Regions from separate parts of the Mus musculus genome. Here all the other regions are linked to region 1. Evidence: chromatin contacts called from public HiCAR-type and promoter capture Hi-C data. All regions are on one chromosome and are shown on one strand. Each heading gives the region's core, a stretch centred on a gene start, on an enhancer-like site or on the middle of the called end of the contact. The rest is flanking DNA. Distances are from core to core; before and after follow the strand shown.

The links. Promoter capture Hi-C pulls out the DNA fragments that hold promoters and counts their contacts. HiCAR-type assays count read pairs that join an accessible place to other places. Capture Hi-C pulls out chosen DNA fragments and counts their contacts.
Region 2: a contact with region 1 is called in a promoter capture Hi-C map of erythroid cells, with 32 times the contacts expected there. The contact joins the promoter of Fbxo22 here to the promoter of Ddx10 in region 1. A contact is called at or near these places in 2 of 39 promoter capture datasets (erythroid cells and pre-B cells).
Region 3: a contact with region 1 is called in a promoter capture Hi-C map of erythroid cells, with 23 times the contacts expected there. The contact joins the promoter of AY074887 here to the promoter of Ddx10 in region 1. A contact is called at or near these places in 2 of 39 promoter capture datasets (erythroid cells and pre-B cells), 2 of 484 Hi-C or Micro-C datasets (B cells and CD4 T cells) and 1 of 9 other capture datasets (liver).
Region 4: a contact with region 1 is called in a promoter capture Hi-C map of liver, with 2.7 times the contacts expected there. The contact joins the promoter of Hykk here to the promoter of Ddx10 in region 1. A contact is called at or near these places in 1 of 39 promoter capture datasets (pre-B cells) and 1 of 9 other capture datasets (liver).
Region 5: a promoter capture Hi-C map of pre-B cells shows a contact between it and region 1, with 3 times the contacts expected there. The contact joins the promoter of Cib2 here to the promoter of Ddx10 in region 1. A contact is called at or near these places in 2 of 39 promoter capture datasets (liver and pre-B cells).
Region 6: a contact with region 1 is called in a HiCAR-type map of astrocytes, with 2.1 times the contacts expected there. The contact joins the promoter of Zc3h12c here to the promoter of Ddx10 in region 1. A contact is called at or near these places in 5 of 39 promoter capture datasets (cranial neural crest, liver, neural stem cells and 2 more), 1 of 484 Hi-C or Micro-C datasets (nephron progenitors), 9 of 115 datasets of contacts at active chromatin or transcription factors (SST interneurons, astrocytes, embryonic forebrain and 5 more) and 2 of 9 other capture datasets (adipose tissue and embryonic stem cells).

Annotation. Positions count from the first base shown.
Region 1 is chr9:53,246,637-53,249,463 of GRCm38.p6, forward strand. It overlaps Ddx10 (DEAD box helicase 10), which reads right to left and starts at 1,476. Exons shown (of 18, transcript NM_029936.2): 1 at 1,182-1,476. The coding sequence starts at 1,367.
Region 2 is chr9:55,207,576-55,210,402 of GRCm38.p6, forward strand. It overlaps Fbxo22 (F-box protein 22), which reads left to right and starts at 1,360. Exons shown (of 7, transcript NM_028049.2): 1 at 1,360-1,613; 2 at 1,778-1,916. The coding sequence starts at 1,477.
Region 3 is chr9:54,949,463-54,952,289 of GRCm38.p6, forward strand. It overlaps AY074887 (cDNA sequence AY074887), which reads right to left and starts at 1,492. Exons shown (of 1, transcript NM_145229.2): 1 at 782-1,492. The coding sequence starts at 1,377. The coding sequence ends at 979. Hykk (hydroxylysine kinase 1) reads left to right here. Exons shown (of 5, transcript NM_177351.4): 5 at 1-462. It overlaps Psma4 (proteasome subunit alpha 4), which reads left to right and starts at 1,397. Exons shown (of 9, transcript NM_011966.3): 1 at 1,397-1,441; 2 at 2,620-2,646. The coding sequence starts at 2,644.
Region 4 is chr9:54,915,881-54,918,707 of GRCm38.p6, forward strand. Hykk (hydroxylysine kinase 1) reads left to right here and starts at 1,410. Exons shown (of 5, transcript NM_177351.4): 1 at 1,410-1,978.
Region 5 is chr9:54,558,702-54,561,528 of GRCm38.p6, forward strand. Cib2 (calcium and integrin binding family member 2) reads right to left here and starts at 1,489. Exons shown (of 6, transcript NM_019686.6): 1 at 1,267-1,489. The coding sequence starts at 1,317.
Region 6 is chr9:52,147,881-52,150,707 of GRCm38.p6, forward strand. It overlaps Zc3h12c (zinc finger CCCH type containing 12C), which reads right to left and starts at 1,483. Exons shown (of 6, transcript NM_001368810.1): 1 at 1,389-1,483. The coding sequence starts at 1,412.

The DNA of each region.
Region 1 (2,827 bases), core at 226-2,725:
TCTTAAATGTTGCCAACTCTGAACAGTTTATCTAGTTGTCGCTGTTGCTGTTGCTGTTTAAGCTACAAGATAGCAAGTAATGACTTTTAATTCCAGGATGATTCTACCTATTAAATCCCAAACTAGAAAGGTGGCATTCACTGGAAAGGTGAGAAAGGTAGATGAATGCTGGAAAATATGGGTTTTAAGAGGATGGATAGAAGTAACATTCCTAAGGGGCAGACACCTAGGGCAGGAAAACACGCCAGCTTGTCTAAGTGTTAACTATGAGACTACTCATCTAGGAACACTGGCTACAAGATGCTGATGTCAGGAAGAGGCAAACACATTCCATTGTCTTTCCACTGATTCTTGGTGAAAACCATGAAGACAATGAGACAAAGAACAAAAGATGATGCTAAGGGACAGAGCCAATTCCCAACTTAAAGATCGAGAGCTGTGGAAACAGACACAGGTCTAGGTTCCAATTCCACACTACTAGATGTGGGAAATTAGGGCCAGTTTCTTATCCTCTCCAAACTCTACAGTTCTTATCCGTTAAATGGACTACTAGGATCCATCCACACCTCAAGATAGGGGCAAAGAATATAAAACATGGAGAGTACTTAAAGATATTTCTATTATTTTAAACATTTCCCACGAACAACAGCGTTTTCTTACATCACTCCAGATTTTAGCTTATTTATTTCATTTTTGAGACCAAGTTTCACGTATCACTGACTGACCTCGAACTTGCTATAAAGCCTTGGATGACTTTGCACCTCTGATCCCCCTGCCTCCACCTCCTTAGTGCTCAATATGTGCCCGGTTTATGTGGAGCTGGGGATTGAACCCAGGACTTCCTGCGTGTTGGGCTAGCACTCTACTGAAGGCTCTCACTCCATCCGCTAGGTTCTTTCCACAGCGGTCACTATTGCCTCTCTGTTCTGTCACCACTGCTGCACCACATGTCCCTACCCGGAGTGTCACCGCATTTCTATCACTTTTCCCAGCACTGCGGAAAGTAGAAGAGTCAGACCTGGGTAGCGACACCCAACAGACCACTAGTGAGGCCCCGTTGGCCGGGTCCGCCCCTTTCCCACACCACCCTGACCCTAAGTCCACCACAGCGGCAACACCTCCGGGCTGCACCCACCCTCGCTCCCCAGAGCCCCGCCGAACGTGCCCCGAGCCCACCTCACCTTCTCGTAGTTTTGCATGAGGCGGCTGATCCCCTCGCGCTCGACCTGCCATTCCGGCTTCTTTAGCTGCTTCCTCCGCTCCTTCTTTTGGTGCTGCCTGTGGCTGTGTTTTTTCTTCCAGCGATTAAAGCTCCGCACCGGGTCGGGTCGGGTTCCCTGACCCAGAGAAGCAACCGTTTTGCCCATGGCGGGGGCTGCCAGGACCCACGACGCCGCTACACGGGAGCCTCCTCGCTCCTCAAGGCACAGCACGGAAGACGCGAAACCAGCGTGTGGAGAAGGCGCAGGGGCGCACGCGCAAGTCCGGGAACCCGCCCCCAAGCTGGGGAGAGTGGGCACACATTAATGACGACAGGCAATGCGCGGACGATGATTGGTGATTTGGCTTCCGCTGGGCGGGGCGATCTTAAGACGCCAGGGGAAAGCGTGCACGGAGGAACTGGGCGTGCTCCACTGCTTCCGAGAGTGCTTGGGGCTTCCGGAAACAGCGCAAGTACACTGCTTATTGCTAGTATGGTGAAGTCATACTCAGCGTAAAGTACTGCTTTTCATTTACTCTGGATTCAAGTGTGCCCAACATTCGCGAGTACACTGCTATACGTTATAGAGTATGTAGGTCGTAGTTACTTTGTAGATCAGACTGGCCTCAAATTTATAAGAATTCACCTGCCTCCTGAATACTCTAATTTCAGTTAAATGCCACCGTGTTGACTCAAAATGCTTTAAAGCAAACTTTTCAATTAACAAAAAGTTACATAATACAGAAAAATACACTTACACATAGACATCGTAAAGATGCCTCTGGAGAGCATCCTAAACATCAATCACCATTTATCTTACAAAGTGTCAAAAACAAACAAAACAAAACAAAACAAAAACCAAACCCTGAGATGATTACTGTGTTAGTCACTGAACTATTACTGTGAAGAGACACCATGACCAAGGCAACTTTTATAGAAAGAAGCATCATTTAACTGGGCTGGCTTACAGTTTCACAGGTTTAGTCCATTATCATCATGACAGGGAAGGCATGCCAGCATCCAGGTGGGCACTGGAGCAGTACCTAAGAGCTGCATCCTGATCCATAGGCAGGACACAGACACACAGACACACACACACACACCTGCGTGCGCACGCACACGCACGTACGCACGCATGAACAGCGACACTGTGCCTGGCATGGACTTTTGAAACTCCAAAGTTTTGAAACTGTGACTCCAAATATATGAGCCTATGGAAATCATTCTTATTCAAACCATCACATTTACTCTCAGTTTTAACAACTGGGTGGCCTTAACTGAATATTCACATTGTATATTTTATAGTGATTTTTTTTTTCAAGACAGGGTTTCTCTGTGTAGCACTGGCTGTTCTGGAACTCACTCTGTAGACCAGGCTGGCCTCGAACTCAGAAATCCACCTACCTCTGCCTCCCAAGTGCTGGGATTAAAGGCGTGTGCCACCACTGCCCAGCTATAATGATTTTTAAGTTAAGTAAATGTTTATTTCCACGACTATGACTATAGCTATAAGTTAAACCAAGATTTTTTTTCATATTTTCCATCACTACACTTTTTTTGTTTTGTTTTGTTTTGTTTTTCGAGACAGGGTTTCTCTGTATAGCTGTCCTGGAACTCACTTTGTAG
Region 2 (2,827 bases), core at 110-2,609, 2.0 Mb after region 1:
TAGGCTCTATATTGAATTTCTAGTGTAGGCTGTTTAAAGAGAAGATGGGGTGTGGGGAGGTTTCAGAAGTGGAGATGAAGATACTGAGAGGGATAGGGAACCTAGAATTGGTGTGTACACACATAGTGTATTCAGTTTTTCTTTAACCATTCCCTTACTGCGTTCTTTAAATTCAAATACATGTGGGTTTCTAGTGCTGTTTTAATTAATGTCTCTAATGTTCTTAGGGTACTATTAGCACAGTTCCTCTTGTACACTCAAGGCCTCTATACACACCACTATCTGTAGATCTCATCAGAATCTCAGCAGAAGGAAAGCCTTTTCTTTCCTTGACTGAAATTCCTGTGCCAGTTTCATGTTTGGTTTGAATGTTATGTCTCCATGTACAGCCTCCCTACTTCATTCAGAAACAGTTGTTTTTTCTGAAGGTTGCCTTAGCTGAGGAAATGTTCAGAAGTCCTCCTCTTAAACATACTGACCCTTGGTGTTCATTCCCTAGTCGTCATAACATGTTCCCGCACCCCACCCCCACCCCAACCAGTGCCTGGTGAGAAGAGTGGAGCCACAGAGCAGTTTGGAAGTTCTAGAAGTAGGATTTAGGGCTCCTGGAGAGCCCAGAGCTGCTGGGGTTTTTTATTAACGGGAAGCATTGAAGTTTTCACACATTCCCAGTGTATCGTGGTGTTTTGGAGACTGTATGATGCGTCCATGTTTGCTACTTAAGTCTTAAGGTTTCCAGAGTAAAGTGGCTGCTGCTTGTTGAGGGCTTGTTCATGTTTTTTTGTGTTATCTTACATATTTTGCAGTAGGGTCTAGATTGTTTTCGGCTTTTGACCCTCCTGCCTCCAGCTTGCTAGATGCAAACATGCATCATCTTGTCCAGCTCAAAATGTTCTAATGGGTTATCACAGTGTAAAAGATCTAGAAGCCAAAACAAGAAGCACCAGGTCAGGCCAAGTAGCTGGGGACAAAGTGCCCCTCAGTCAGGAGACAACCTATTCAGTTGAAATGAAGCAGCCTCTACTGTTCTTTCATTTGTGGTTCGGGAATGTATGGTGTTGGGCTTCATCCCCTGTGATTCTGTATGTAGCCCTGCAGGGAAGAGCCAGCAGGAGCCAAAGAATAATGGCTCCTGTGTGAAAATATCTATCTGGTTTGGCATGTGCTTTCTGTAGCAATTAATAGTGCCAAAGAATGGCGAGTGCTATTTATGTCTACTCGCTTAAAACTTAAGACCTAACGAGTTAACCAGATTGACCAAATAGTGTTTGCAGCCGGCTTAAACGCCAGGCTGCCTCCGGTCCCTTCCGGGCGGAACTGTGCAGGCCGGTGCACCGCCGCAGCGGCGTGTCCAGTACCGGAAGCGGCCCACCGGAAGTGGCGCGCGCCTGCTCAGGGAGCTCGGGTTGTAGGTGGTGCGCCGGCCGCTCCGGTACCCCTGAGACTCTGTAGGGCCTTCGGGCCGGTAGGCGAGGAATGGAGCCGGCAGGCGGCGGTGGCGGCGTCTCCTCCTCCACAGATCCGCGAAGCACCTACGTGCTGAGTAACCTTGCGGAGGTGGTGGAGCGTGTGTTTACCTTCCTGCCGGCCAAAGCGCTGCTTCGGGTAGCCGGGTGAGGGCGAATGGGGCGGGAGGAGACCTTCGTCCCGGAGGGTGGCGGGGTCGCCTCTGCCGGGACCTCTGCCCGGGTTTCCTAGTGCTTAGCTGGCGCTGCGAGGCTGCTGACGGTGGGAACCGGCCGCCCGGCGGCAACCCTTTGTGCTTTTGCATCCCCAGAGTATGCCGCCTGTGGAGGGAGTGTGTACGCAGAGTGCTGCGGACCCATCGCAGCGTGACCTGGATCTCCGCGGGTGTGGCTGAAGCGGGCCACCTGGAGGGACATTGCTTGGTGCGCGTGGTAGCTGAGGCGCTTGAGGCAAGTATGGAGTTATGCGTTGGACAGTCACTTGCAGGACTGGTGGGCCATCTTGGAGAACTTTTTAAAAAATCAAGATTGTGATACATATCCTTGCTTTCGTTAACTCGGAGAACCTATGCTCGTATTCTGGCTTTTGTAGTAAACGTCAGGTTTTGTAGGGGCGTACTGCGGTTTAGTCATTATTAGATGTTGGGCAATTGAAGTATCCAGGTGTCCACTATTACAAGGCCGTACAGAGCCTTCCTTAACTTGCCTCAATTTTGCAATGAAGGTGTTGGGTATCGCTTGCCCAGGGTCTCACACTAGAACCGGAAGAACTAAAACTTCTACCTAAATACGTAAACCACATTCCTTTTCTCATTTTTGTCCCTGGATCCAGGAGAGTCAGTGTTCAGGGAGGTGAAGACAGATTATAGAGCTGATAGATAGTGAATCTCCAGTATCTCACTGAGTGGCAGGGGCCCTCGTGAGGAAATTGCCAATTTGATGCCCTATTATCGCTTAGTATGTATAATAGGCAAATAGGAATGTTCTACTTAACCACAATATAGTCTCCACATTGGGAAGTTATCATTGATGTATGTGTCGATTCTTTTGGTGTTGAGTTTGGTTTTCAACTTGATCCAGAAAGAGGGAACTCAAGTTAAGTGCCTGCCAAAGATTGACCCGTGGACAAATCTGTAGGCCACTCTCTTGATTAATGTTTGGTGTGGGAGCCAAAGTGCCCCAGTGCTTTTCTTAAGAGCAGAAGGATTTGATTCTGTTCCCAATGAGTAACTGAAAGGCGCGCTCCTTTGGTTTGTATGTTTCTCCAACCTGACTTTCTGTACCAGCCCCAACACTTAAGAAAATTCAAGGCACAAGTTGAGTGTGACTGGGATTTATTAGATTTTTTTATCCCATTACCT
Region 3 (2,827 bases), core at 242-2,741, 1.7 Mb after region 1:
ATATTCTGATGATTAATCTCCATTTTTAAATAAAGAAATAGAGCCTTGAAAAGCTGATTTATTGCTTTAGAAGGGAGCTCAGGCTTAGATCTTGAATTAGGTCTTTGGGCTGTTACCCCTGTTCCTAATCACTACAAAATCCCATCCTGCTGCCTTTCCTTCCTTGTTTTTACACACCCACACCCACACCCACACACATGGGGGCAGTACATGAGATCATTCACATGTGAAACACTTAGGATACTCATATTTGAGGTTTTTATTTAACTTGGCCAATCAGGACCAGAAAAATGGGCTGGAACTTGGGTCTCATTCCAAATCAGTGTTTATCCTGTTATACAATGGAACTCTGCAAGTTTCTCTTGATTGTTCTTGCTAAGAGAGATTCTCCACTAAATTCCTATTGCAAATATTGCTAATTTCTGTTTGAAATTAAATATATGCTGCATTGTATGGATATTTTACCTTTTGGTCTTTTTTTCTCTCTCTCTCTCATTTTTAAAACAGTCTCACTATATATCCCTGGCTGGCTTGGAATTTACAGGGCAAACCAGGTCCTGAGTACAGGCCAGGTCCCGTCTACATGCAACTAAATTTCTAAGCTTCCCCCTTTAAGAAACCCAGATCCAACCGTTTTGCCTACACAGAAGACAAAGGCCCTGTACATAGTCAACCCACTAGCTCTTCAACCCCCAACATAGGCACAAAAACTAGGTAAGATTGGAAAGGAGAAATGGATGAAGAGAAGTCTTTTTTTCGTTTTTTTTTTTTTTTTTTTTTTTTTTTTTTTTTTTTTCTTTTGTCCGAGACAGGGTTTCTCTGTGTACCCCTGGCTGTCCTGGAACTCACTCTGTAGACCATGCTGGCCTCGAACTCAGAAATCCGCCTGCCTCAGCCTCCCAAGTGCAGGGATTAAAGGCGTGCACCACCACTGCCCGGCGAAGAGAAGTCTTAAACTTAGAACAAAAGTTATCCCAATTAAAGAGTTGGATCTGAGAAAGGAGAAAATGAGGCTAAGAGGAAGAACAAAGGAAAAACTGTTAAGGGGCAAGACTGGAAGAGTAAACGATTTGATTTGTCTATACAGTTGCTACTCTGGCCTCCATTAGAATGGTACAGAAGAGAAAACGAAAGTGGAGTGCAAAGCGTAGGAGGAATCTGGTTCCACTCTCCACGGTATAGACGCTTCCCTCCTCCCTCCAGTCCTCCTCTAATACAGACCGCAGCCAAAGCCGAGGTTGTGCTTCTGCACAGTCCACGTGGGCAGACTGAGCCCGCCCCAGCACTGGGAGAACTTCCGCGTCCTCCCGCCCCGCCCCGCCCCCTCGCAGTCCTGCGCACGCGCGGGAGCCATATTCGCCGCGGATGCTTGGCCATCCGGGTTGGTTCTTCTCCAGCTGAGTAAAGAGGCGCTGATCTGCACCCTCACCGTCTTCCTCTGGTGAGGCTCAGTCCTTTAGGGGCCGCGGAGTCGAGGTGTCTGTCTCCCGGGCGGGGGCCATCTGCGTGGAGACCACGGCCCAGGCCCGCGGCCGCCACCGAGGAGCCGTGGGCACGATGACTTTGCACCCGCCTCCTCGGTGACCGGCCTGCCAGGGACTGGTCCCCGCCGGCCGCCGTCGGGTATCCCCGCGGGGCCTTGACGGCTCGCCTGGGCTCTGAGACCCTCCGGGCCGGTGCGAGGGGTGGGGGCGGCTGCGGCCCAGAGAGTCAATTCGGGAAAGTGGCGCTGCGGGGGAAAGTCCAAGTCTTGTAGCGCCGGCGCCAGGCGTGGAGGTAGCTGTGTTCACAGTCGAATCCGAAACCCGCCGTGGCCTCCTGGCTGCTGTGCTCAGGGCCACCTTTCTGTTTCTCCTACATGTTGGAACCGACTCCTGGCAGGTTAACTCTCCTTAGGCCTGACGACTCTTCTAAAATGTCACTTCCCGTGGTCCTTGAATCCAGCCCGTCGGTGAAGCGGTCTTAAGTAAGATAAAGGTGTTTTCTAACATCTGGGCGCGCAGACCCTTCAAATGTCTGCTTAGCTTTCCAGCCACGATGCCTTCCTTATATCCCATTTGGCAACATAGGAATTGAACTGCCATTTTTCTACTAAGGCAGAGTTTCCATTGCTGTCTTTCGAAGAAACGGAAATAAGGACCAGGTTTACCACCTAACCCCTACACCCCCAAATTTAGGACCATGTGAATTATCCACTTTGTTAACCTTTCTCAGCCTGCTCTACTTGGAATGCCCTTCCTTCACCCCTTCACAATTCTTTTTCTTTGACTTGAGGCTTTTCAACTTACCTTTGCCTCTCCCACCTCTAATTTACTCTCATTATCTGTATTGGTTTCCTAAAATCTTACTTGCTGTCGATTCTGCTTTCCCTCCCCACCCTGAATGTCTCTTCCATGTTGCTTTATAATCTTTGTCTGTCATACCTGGCTGCTAGATTCTGAGCTTTTCAGGACACCATGGTTTACCTTTATTGTGGTGGCCCAGCATCTGTATAGGTCCCAGTGGTGGTGCAGTTCATGTTAGCTGAGTGATGGTGTGGATCAAGTGGTATTAACAGTGGAAGACACTTCTTAAAATTGTGGGGGTTTTGTTATTAATGATCCTGTTTTCTTTTCACAGGAATCAACATAAAGTTCAGAAACCATGGTGAGTTCATGACACGTTTCCTTTAACTTTTGCCTGGGAACATTATGGCTTGTTTGAAGCTCACAGCCTGACATGGAAGAAAATGAAACCAAAGGGGTAGAGGGAGTTGAATGGGGTCTTCCGTCTTCTTTCCACTGAACTCAGCACCAGGGTGTCATTGTATCCAATGCATGGACATCCG
Region 4 (2,827 bases), core at 160-2,659, 1.7 Mb after region 1:
GCAGAAGCAGGTGTTCAAGGCTGGCCTGGGCTTCAGATGGAGTTCCTGGACAGCCAGGGCTACACAGAGAAATTCTGTCTCGAACCTCCCCACCTTCCCCCATCCCACACAAAGAAAAAGAAAAACAGATAAACATATTTCTAAAGGGGGCAAAGGAAATTTCTCATTACGATAGGTGTTGACGGGGATTGGAGAGACTATCCGAGTTAATAATCCCAGCACTTGGGAGGCAGAGGCAGGCAGATTTCTGAGTTCGAGTCCAGCCTGGTCTACAAAGTGAGTTCCAGGACAGCCACGGCTATACAGAGAAACCCTGTCTCGGAAACAACAACAACAACAATCATTCATCATCATCATCAGAGTAACGATAGCACCCATGAGTATGCCAGAACAAGAAAAAACAAGTGAGATATGCATACAGCACCATAACATAAGGAGAGCAAATTGCAAACCTGAGTGACAGGTGTACAGGACTCTTCCAGCAGGGAGTGCTCTGGTCTATCAAAAAGGTCCTGCTTAGCTGGAGGAAGGCATCCAGCTATGTGGCTTAGTGTGGTGGTTTGAATATGCTTGACCCAGGGAGTGGCACTATTTGGAGGTGTGGCCTTTCTGGAGTGGGTGTGGCCTTGGAGGAAACGAGTCGCTGTTGGCATGGGCTTTGAGACCCTACAAGCTGCCTGAGGATGCTGCTTTCTTTCTCTCTCTCTCTCTATTGTACTTCGTTACCCCGCTTAAAAACTGGTGCTACCGCCTAGATCCTGAACTGGGAGTTGGTAAGCACGGTCTGGTTAAGTAAGGGTCTATGCCCTTTAGACTTCAGTTCCCGCCAGCACAGACAGTGTAGGTCTGTTTAATAAATGAAGCCTTTTCAGATTGGGACATGCTAGTACAAAGACAGCGAGCCCCATTTCCTCACAGAGAGGGACCGATCCTTGTAGTTTCAGAACCAGGATTCCTTTCTGGGGAGAATGAACCTCTAGTCAACCTCTATGAAGATGGCCTTCAGGATACTCTCTTCTAGAAAGAGCTGGATGGAGTGAGGAAAGAAAGGCAAGATGCTATCTCTCCTGGCAGCTTGCTGACAGACTTGTGCTCCAAGTCGCTGCCAGGACTAAGCCAACCTGGTGAGAATTGACAGATACCACTCAAACCCCAAGGCCTACTAATTGGCTACTTGAGAGCCAATCAGAAACGAGTTTTGACTAGAGAGCCGAGATTGACAAGGTTGTCGGATTCCAGACAGCCAATCAGAAGCCAGATCTCTGAACTCTATTGGTGGGATGGAGAGGGTTGGGCCAGAACTGTCAGTAGTGTGTACTGACTGGGCGGAGGGATGTGGGAGGAGCCAATAGGAAGGCGGGGCTCGCAGCGGCGGCGGGTCCGGCCCCACCTCCTGCACCGCAACCACTAGCTGACTGAGGGGAGAGAGCAATCGGCCTCAGGACGTCCGGTCGCTGTGCGTGAGAGGAGGTGGAAGAGACTGAAGCGAGTCAAGGGTCTCTCTGAGGGGACATCCCCGAGAAGCGGCGGCGGGCTCCTGCAACCCTTGCGCTCCTCAAACTCACTGCGTGCTGACGCGGCAGGTCACTGCCCAGCCCCAGCCCTGCTGAGATTTCAGTGCGCAGTTTTGAGGGTCCCACCCTCCGCGGGCCTGCATGGTTTGGGGGTGGAAGCCATCCTAAGGCTCCTCTGGACCTGAGACAGGCCGGGAACGGGTTGTGGGCCACCTCCCTCCCATCGGCGTCTTTCGCTCCTCAGCAAGACCCCCTGGAAGTGAGTCTTGCTTCCAATCGCCCTTGGAGTGTAGAGTTCCTGCAGCCCGTGAGCTGTGAGTGGAGGCAACTCACGAAATAAGTGCAGGGAACATCACTGCCTGCTTCCCAAGCCTGGAAGCTCACAGCAGAGGGGTCGTCGAAGACAGACGTGGAGAAAGTGCTAAGGCAGAAGTCACAAAGACTTTGTAACACTTTAGGAGAAGGTGAGAGGAAAGACTAGTTTATGTATTATTATTATTTTATTCTTGTGTACTTTTCACCAAGTGCAGAGTGTAAGATCCACTCCCTCTCCATTCCCCTCTCATGCAGCGAAAAATTATGGAGTCTGGTGCAAACCTCCTGCTTAGAAGTCCTTACTGTTTGAGGTTGTTTTTGTTTGTTTGTTTGTTTGTTTGTTTCCGGCTCTAAATATTGTTGACAAGAAGTATACTAACATCTATATAGATTTCGATTCGCTCTCCACTCTCTCCACACATGGGGCGCATTTGATGAAAATGGATGTCTCTGTTGTTCTATTTTTATTTTTTAAGTTTTTTCTTTATGTGTATTTGCTTTCAGTAGCATGTTTCAATGTGTGTCCTTTTTTTTCAGGTTGTGGAGTTCTTTCTATATTCAGCAAAAAGGCTCAAAATTCTTCGTTGAACTCTTTTAGAGGCAGTGTGGCTAAAGTTACGGAGGTTGGCTGCCCAGCTGGTGCTAGGACTTTTCACAGCTCAGTAACTGTTTGGTACCAGGTTGTCCTGTGACCAGACCTGCCAACAGTACTTTGTAAACAGGACTTTGCTTTAACAAATAGGACTCTTCAAAGAGATAATTAACAAGCCCCCTTTAAGGACATGGGGATGTTTTCTGGAGATTGGCCTTCACCAATTGCCTTCAACAGTCTTCAATTTTAATAGCTTTTTCTTTTTGAGACAAAGTCTCTCACAGTAGCCGGGGCTAGCTTGGAACTCAATAGGTAGTCTGGACTGACCTTCAACTAGCAGCAATCTTATTGTCCTGTCTCTGGATTGGCAGGATAGCAGATGTGAGCTACCACACCCAGCTCCCTG
Region 5 (2,827 bases), core at 239-2,738, 1.3 Mb after region 1:
AACTTTGGGCATCTTGCAGGGGCATCTGGCGAGCAGGAAACCGGGCATCTGGCCTCAGGGAGGGAAGACCACCAGACTGCGAAGTTCCAGGAAGCCCAGAGTTACTTGGAAAAGGGAATGTAACCCTGGGGCCCCCATGCGGCCCGGGTTGGGCATGCTAGAGAGCCAGAGGAAAGGAGATGTGGGGCTCTCGTGTTTCATGGCTCTCCTTCCCCTGGCAGGGTCTAGCTGGGCCCTGGCAAAGGATCAGAACTCAACACTGGACTGGGTCTGACCCAATGCCGGGCTGGTCCTAATGGGGATGCAGGCTCCCCACTCTCCCCAGACCACTCTTCTCTCCTGGGTTTGGGCTATTTTGCCTGCATCTACCTCCACTTAAAACGCCTCCTTCCAGAACTTTCTGGCAGAAAAAAAAATCCTGACTTCCCAAGTCCTCATGCAAGCTCTGCACTCTTTCTGAACCTTCTAGTCAAACCAAGAGCTATTGACCTCCCCTGTCCACTAGAGCTCTTCTCAATACATATCCTATCACTTGGGTCACACTGGAGGTAACCGCTCCACGCTAACTGAATATTCACAAAAGTTGCACACATCTAAGATAGGAATACATATGACATAACACTCCTAACCTATTAGGCGATAAAAAGAAGACTCCACAGCTGTTGTTCCCTGAAAGTCCGGAGACATTACATGGTGAGCTAAAGCAACTGAGCAAGACTCTGGGCCAGCCCGGAGATAAGGTTCCCTCGCATACCTACAGAAAAGTTTTCACATGGCTGGGGGCTGTGAGATCATTGATATGGACAGCTAGCTCTGAACTTGGAAGAATCCGGGGTGAAAGGGCTACTAGGATCACAAAATAGGTTAAGAGATGTGGGTACGTAGTTATATAAACAACACACCCCAACCTGTAACCTGCATTTGGGGCCTCTTGTCCTCCCCCTACACCAAGCCCTTTCTGGGATGAGGGTCATGCCCAGTGGGCTGGAAGAAATGACTGGGGTCTAGCTTGGGAGGGCAGAAAGAAGGTCAATAAGGAAGAGAAGACGGGGTGGGTGAGGCGCATCTGACAGAATACTCTAACTGGAATGTTCTAACATTCCCGGGCCTGGGAAACTGAGGCTCGTCAAGGGGAAGTCATCCACCTAAGGCGACGCTGCGCGCTGAAGGTAGCGGCAGGGTTTGAACCTCTGTGAGTCCGCTTTTGCGAGGCCTGGGAAAAGGACAAAAAGGAGGACTACAGGGGCCGCGGCGCGCCGGCTTCACCTGGTAGTTGTCCAGCTGCTCTTCAGTGAAGATGGTCTGCTTGTTCCCCATGGTGACCGCGATGGTATGGGTGGCCGCGGCGTCGTCTCTCGCCCTTTCGAGTGCTGCTTCCCATCGGCGGCGTCTGGAGCCCCGAGCCCGGTGCCCGCGGCCCTTGCCAGCCCGGGAGCGGGCAGCGTCGCCAGCCTAGCCTGGCCCGCTCCGCTGGGTCCCGCAGTTCAGTGGGAGGGGTGCAGGGGCTGGGAGGCAAAGGCGGGGCCGGGGGCGGGGCGGGCCTAGGCGGGGGCGGGGGCCGGATTGGGGCGGAGGCGCAGCCTGGTGGAAGGAGGCGGGGCCCGAGAGGTGACTTCTCCCTGGAGACAGAGGCCTGCTCAGTCTATGCTGCTGCAGCACACTGAGGTGGCCAAGCGGTGGCCTCATAGGGCCGCCTGACTACTGGACACTGAGTGCGCCTCCCGTTCCAACCAGCACACTGACTGGCACCCCGGGTCGGTCCTGGCGATTGTGAGCCTGAAAATCCCATGGATTAGTGTGGTAGAACAGGCACAATCCTCCGGCCTCTGATCCTAGACTGAGAATAGGTGTGTTGTTGAGCTTGCGGGATTACCCAAGTCAGGTCCATCCTCAAAAAGCCGACATACACGCAGTCAAACACTCAAATCATAAAATAACTTTTTAAAAAAGGAAACAGACGAAGCAAACTCTACCTCAGCAGAGGAATGGGCTCTGGTAACAATAGGTTACACTACTCAGTTGGTTCAAGACCTTAAGGAAAGTAACTAGATCACTCCCTACATCCACTCTGCTAAGTGAGGCCTTCACGAAATTTAATAATGCAGGCAGGGTAGAGGAGGTTAACCAATACCCTCCTAAACGATTGGCTATCTTCAGCCGCCCCATCAAGGTGACCGCTAGGAAAAGCCCTCCAGACACACGGAAGTTCAGGAGTCCTGGCAACTCTGGGACCTATCAGTGGCCCACAAGGAAGGCTACTAGCAATGGAGTTGTCCTTACTGTCTATTCTTGGGACAGCTGGGCTGCATGAAACCTGAGTCAAAGGCTCCTGGTGGCTCCGCTGGGAGGCAAGTCCATCATGGGCTGCCAAAACTGAGATTAGCTACATGAGTATGGTCTCCTGTAATCCCAGCCCTCGAGACAGAGGCAGGAAGATCAGAAGTTCAGGGTTATCCTTAGCTGATTCAGGCCAACTTGTAGTACATGAGACTATATCTCAGAAAACAGAATATAGTAACTAAAAGCAATTTAGCTGAGAAATAGTGTAGTGGCAGAGAGCTAGCCTAACATTCATGAGGCCCTGGGTTCAGTCCCTAGCACCACCAAAAAAAAAAACAAACAAAAGCGACATACCAGTATTGTCCAGTTTTGCCTGGCTTACATCACTTTGGGGCCGTGTTGTTCTACTCTTTTTTTTTTTTTTTTTTTTTTAATGAGTACACCATTGCTCTCTTCAGACACACCAGAAGAGGGCATCAGATCCCATTACAGATGGTTGTGAGACACCATGTGGTTTCTAGGAATTGAACTCAGAACCTCTGGAAGA
Region 6 (2,827 bases), core at 233-2,732, 1.1 Mb before region 1:
ATATCCATAGACTATCTCTAGATATATCAGAAATTCACTCTTTTTCTTGATAAAGACTATCTAAAACTTAAATAATAGTATTTGTTGAAAAAGAACAAATTATGTTAATTTTGTACATGATGATGAAAAGTGACTTATTCTTTCAGTTGTCAAAAAAAAAATAACTATAGTGGCTAAATGCAGGTTTAGGACATGAAGGGCACTGATCTGAAATTTATTGCATCTACTGGAATTCCTCTATTTAGTAAAAAGATTGTTTGCTAGTTCTCAATAGGCAACTTGGATAACAACTCACCTTAACCTGGGTAAAGCTTGTTTTTATCATTCTAAAGAGCACGATAGTGACCAGGAATATTAGGCCATAAACTTGCTACATCAAATTATTTGTTTGTAAAGTCACAATGCATGAAAGTAGGTTCTGGTTGCTATCCAAATGGTTATACTAGAGAACAATGAGAGTAAAATAATGAATATGTAATAAATACCTACTGCTATGGTCTTCCCGTATTTAATTACCATTGTACTTGAGTGAGCACTGTTGTCTGCACCCCTCTAGCTAACAAAGGAAGGATGTTCCTTTGAACAGATTGGTTAATGTTCTGGGGCAACAGATGTCTACTGGAACTGCAGGAGACCAGCAACTGGTGGCCTGCCTATCTTCTGAAAACTTTCAATAGACTTATGCATATGTTCACACAATGGGGCATGTGGTAGAAACGAAAACCTCTCTTTAACCCTTTATGTTCTTTCGTTCCCTCCCAACTGACAGATGAAAGTCTTTGTCTACTTATCAGCTCCCCATTACAGAACTCTTGAAACTAACTGGGATGGCATCTTCAACCTGATATCTGAAATTAACAGAAGAGGAAAAGAAAGAGAAAGGAACTAAATCCCACACCAATACTGACATTGTTGACAAAGCACCCGAATGCTTAATCATCACCTTTAAAAGCAGCTGTTGGAAACAGCGATCAGTCTCAATCCATCTCTGCAAACTAGACTCTTCACACCACAGAAACAATCCACTGAACCTGACCAGCATTTCACAGGGATGCCGTGAGAAACAAAAGCACTTGACAAGAGAAAATCTAAATTTGTTGTTTAGCAGGAGATTAGAACTTGGGTATAACTTGCCCTAAGCTCCCGAGGATTGCTTAATGCCCAAGGCTTACACGCATTCACAAGCTAAAAGTAAGTGTATGCAAAAACATACAAATATAAAACTCTGCCTCACAGATATATTCTCAGAAAGAACCAGTTTCTCTTAGCATACTGGCACCAACACTTTCCTTTTCTTTTGTGGTGCCTCTTCTCCTGCACAGAGCTGAGATTATAGCCTTTACAGCAAAGTTTAACTTCTAAAAGCAGTAAGTAGCATAGATACTTACGTTAGCAGGAAAATACAAAGACATTGGTTTCTGTGGCAGCTCCAGCAGTAACAACAATTTTAGCTGCAGACTTCCAGGCAGGCAAGAAGAACAATGAGTGGTTGAACAGATGGAATGGCAATGTCTTTGCTTAACCTATTACCGAGTGGAGCAACAGCCAATCACAGGCCAGAAAGCTCACAATTAGTTAGTCAGGCAGATGCAAGACAACCTCAGCACCCTGCGTCAGGTTCATAGGTTCCTAAGATAAGCAAGCTGATGTCATTCTTGGGTCTGCCCCGGGCAGCATGTGTATTAAATGAGGGGTGTGCAGCAACAATAGGCCATACAAAGCTGACTAGTAGGCAGCTGCTCTCTATGCGAGCAGTCATTAGGGAGCAGGCTGCCAACAAGAAACACCTGGCTTGGGCAGACTTCAGCCTTGCCTCTGTTTTTAATGCACGAAAACAATGAAAGCAATTATATTTTAAAGTAGAAAAGTTGCATGTTTCCAAAAAAGTTGAGGCTATATATTAGTCTATTAGTGTTTCATCTTTCTTTGAGAGAGAAAGAAAATGAGGTGTGTCAAAGTAGCAGTTAACTATTGCAGCAATCTCTTATAATAGATCAGTTACTGGTGAAATGAGGCAGAAGTTATAGTTAATCTATTTCTCTGGCTACAGTGGAAAATCTGTACTTTCAAGTATTTGTTAGCTGGCCGGTGGTCCGTGGTGGCGCACACCTTTAATCTCAGCACTGGAGAGGCAGAGGCAGGCGGATTTCTGAGTTCGAGGCCAGCCTGGTCTACAGAGTGAGTTCCAGGACAGCCAGGGCTACACAAAGAAAGCCCGTCTTGGAAAAAAAAAAAAAAAAAAAAAAAAAAAAAAAAAAAAGACAACAAAAAAAGGTATCTGTTAGTGTGTTACAAGATAATAAAACTTAGAGCTGGTGAAAATAGCAAAATCAAAGGCATATGAGTTTACAAATAGAATTAATTTTAAAAGTTCTCTAGAAGTATAGTAAAATAAAATACTAATTTGGTCTAAGTTTGTGAAAAGAAGTAACATAAAAATGTACATTTAGACAAAACTAACTTTAACCTAAAATCATTAGACCAGACCAGCTGAGCTATGAAATATAGCAATGTAAAACTCTCTTATTATAGATACTGGTTAGCTATCTAATTAAGTAAAAACAAAACCTTTTATAACATACTTGCTAAAAATGTATTTCATAAAATTTCAAAGTTGTAATACTCAAATTTAAGTCTAGAATATGTTAGTATTAACAAGAAATACTGGGATAATTTTGAAGGACATCTCAAGTATACTAAATAAGTATCCTCGATTTACTTCCACGATCCACATGACTGCGTATATAATCCTACGGACTACTTGCTTGAGTGCTGCATAGGTTATTTCTTGAGTGAGCTAGGATTATGAAAACATTTAATCCAGATG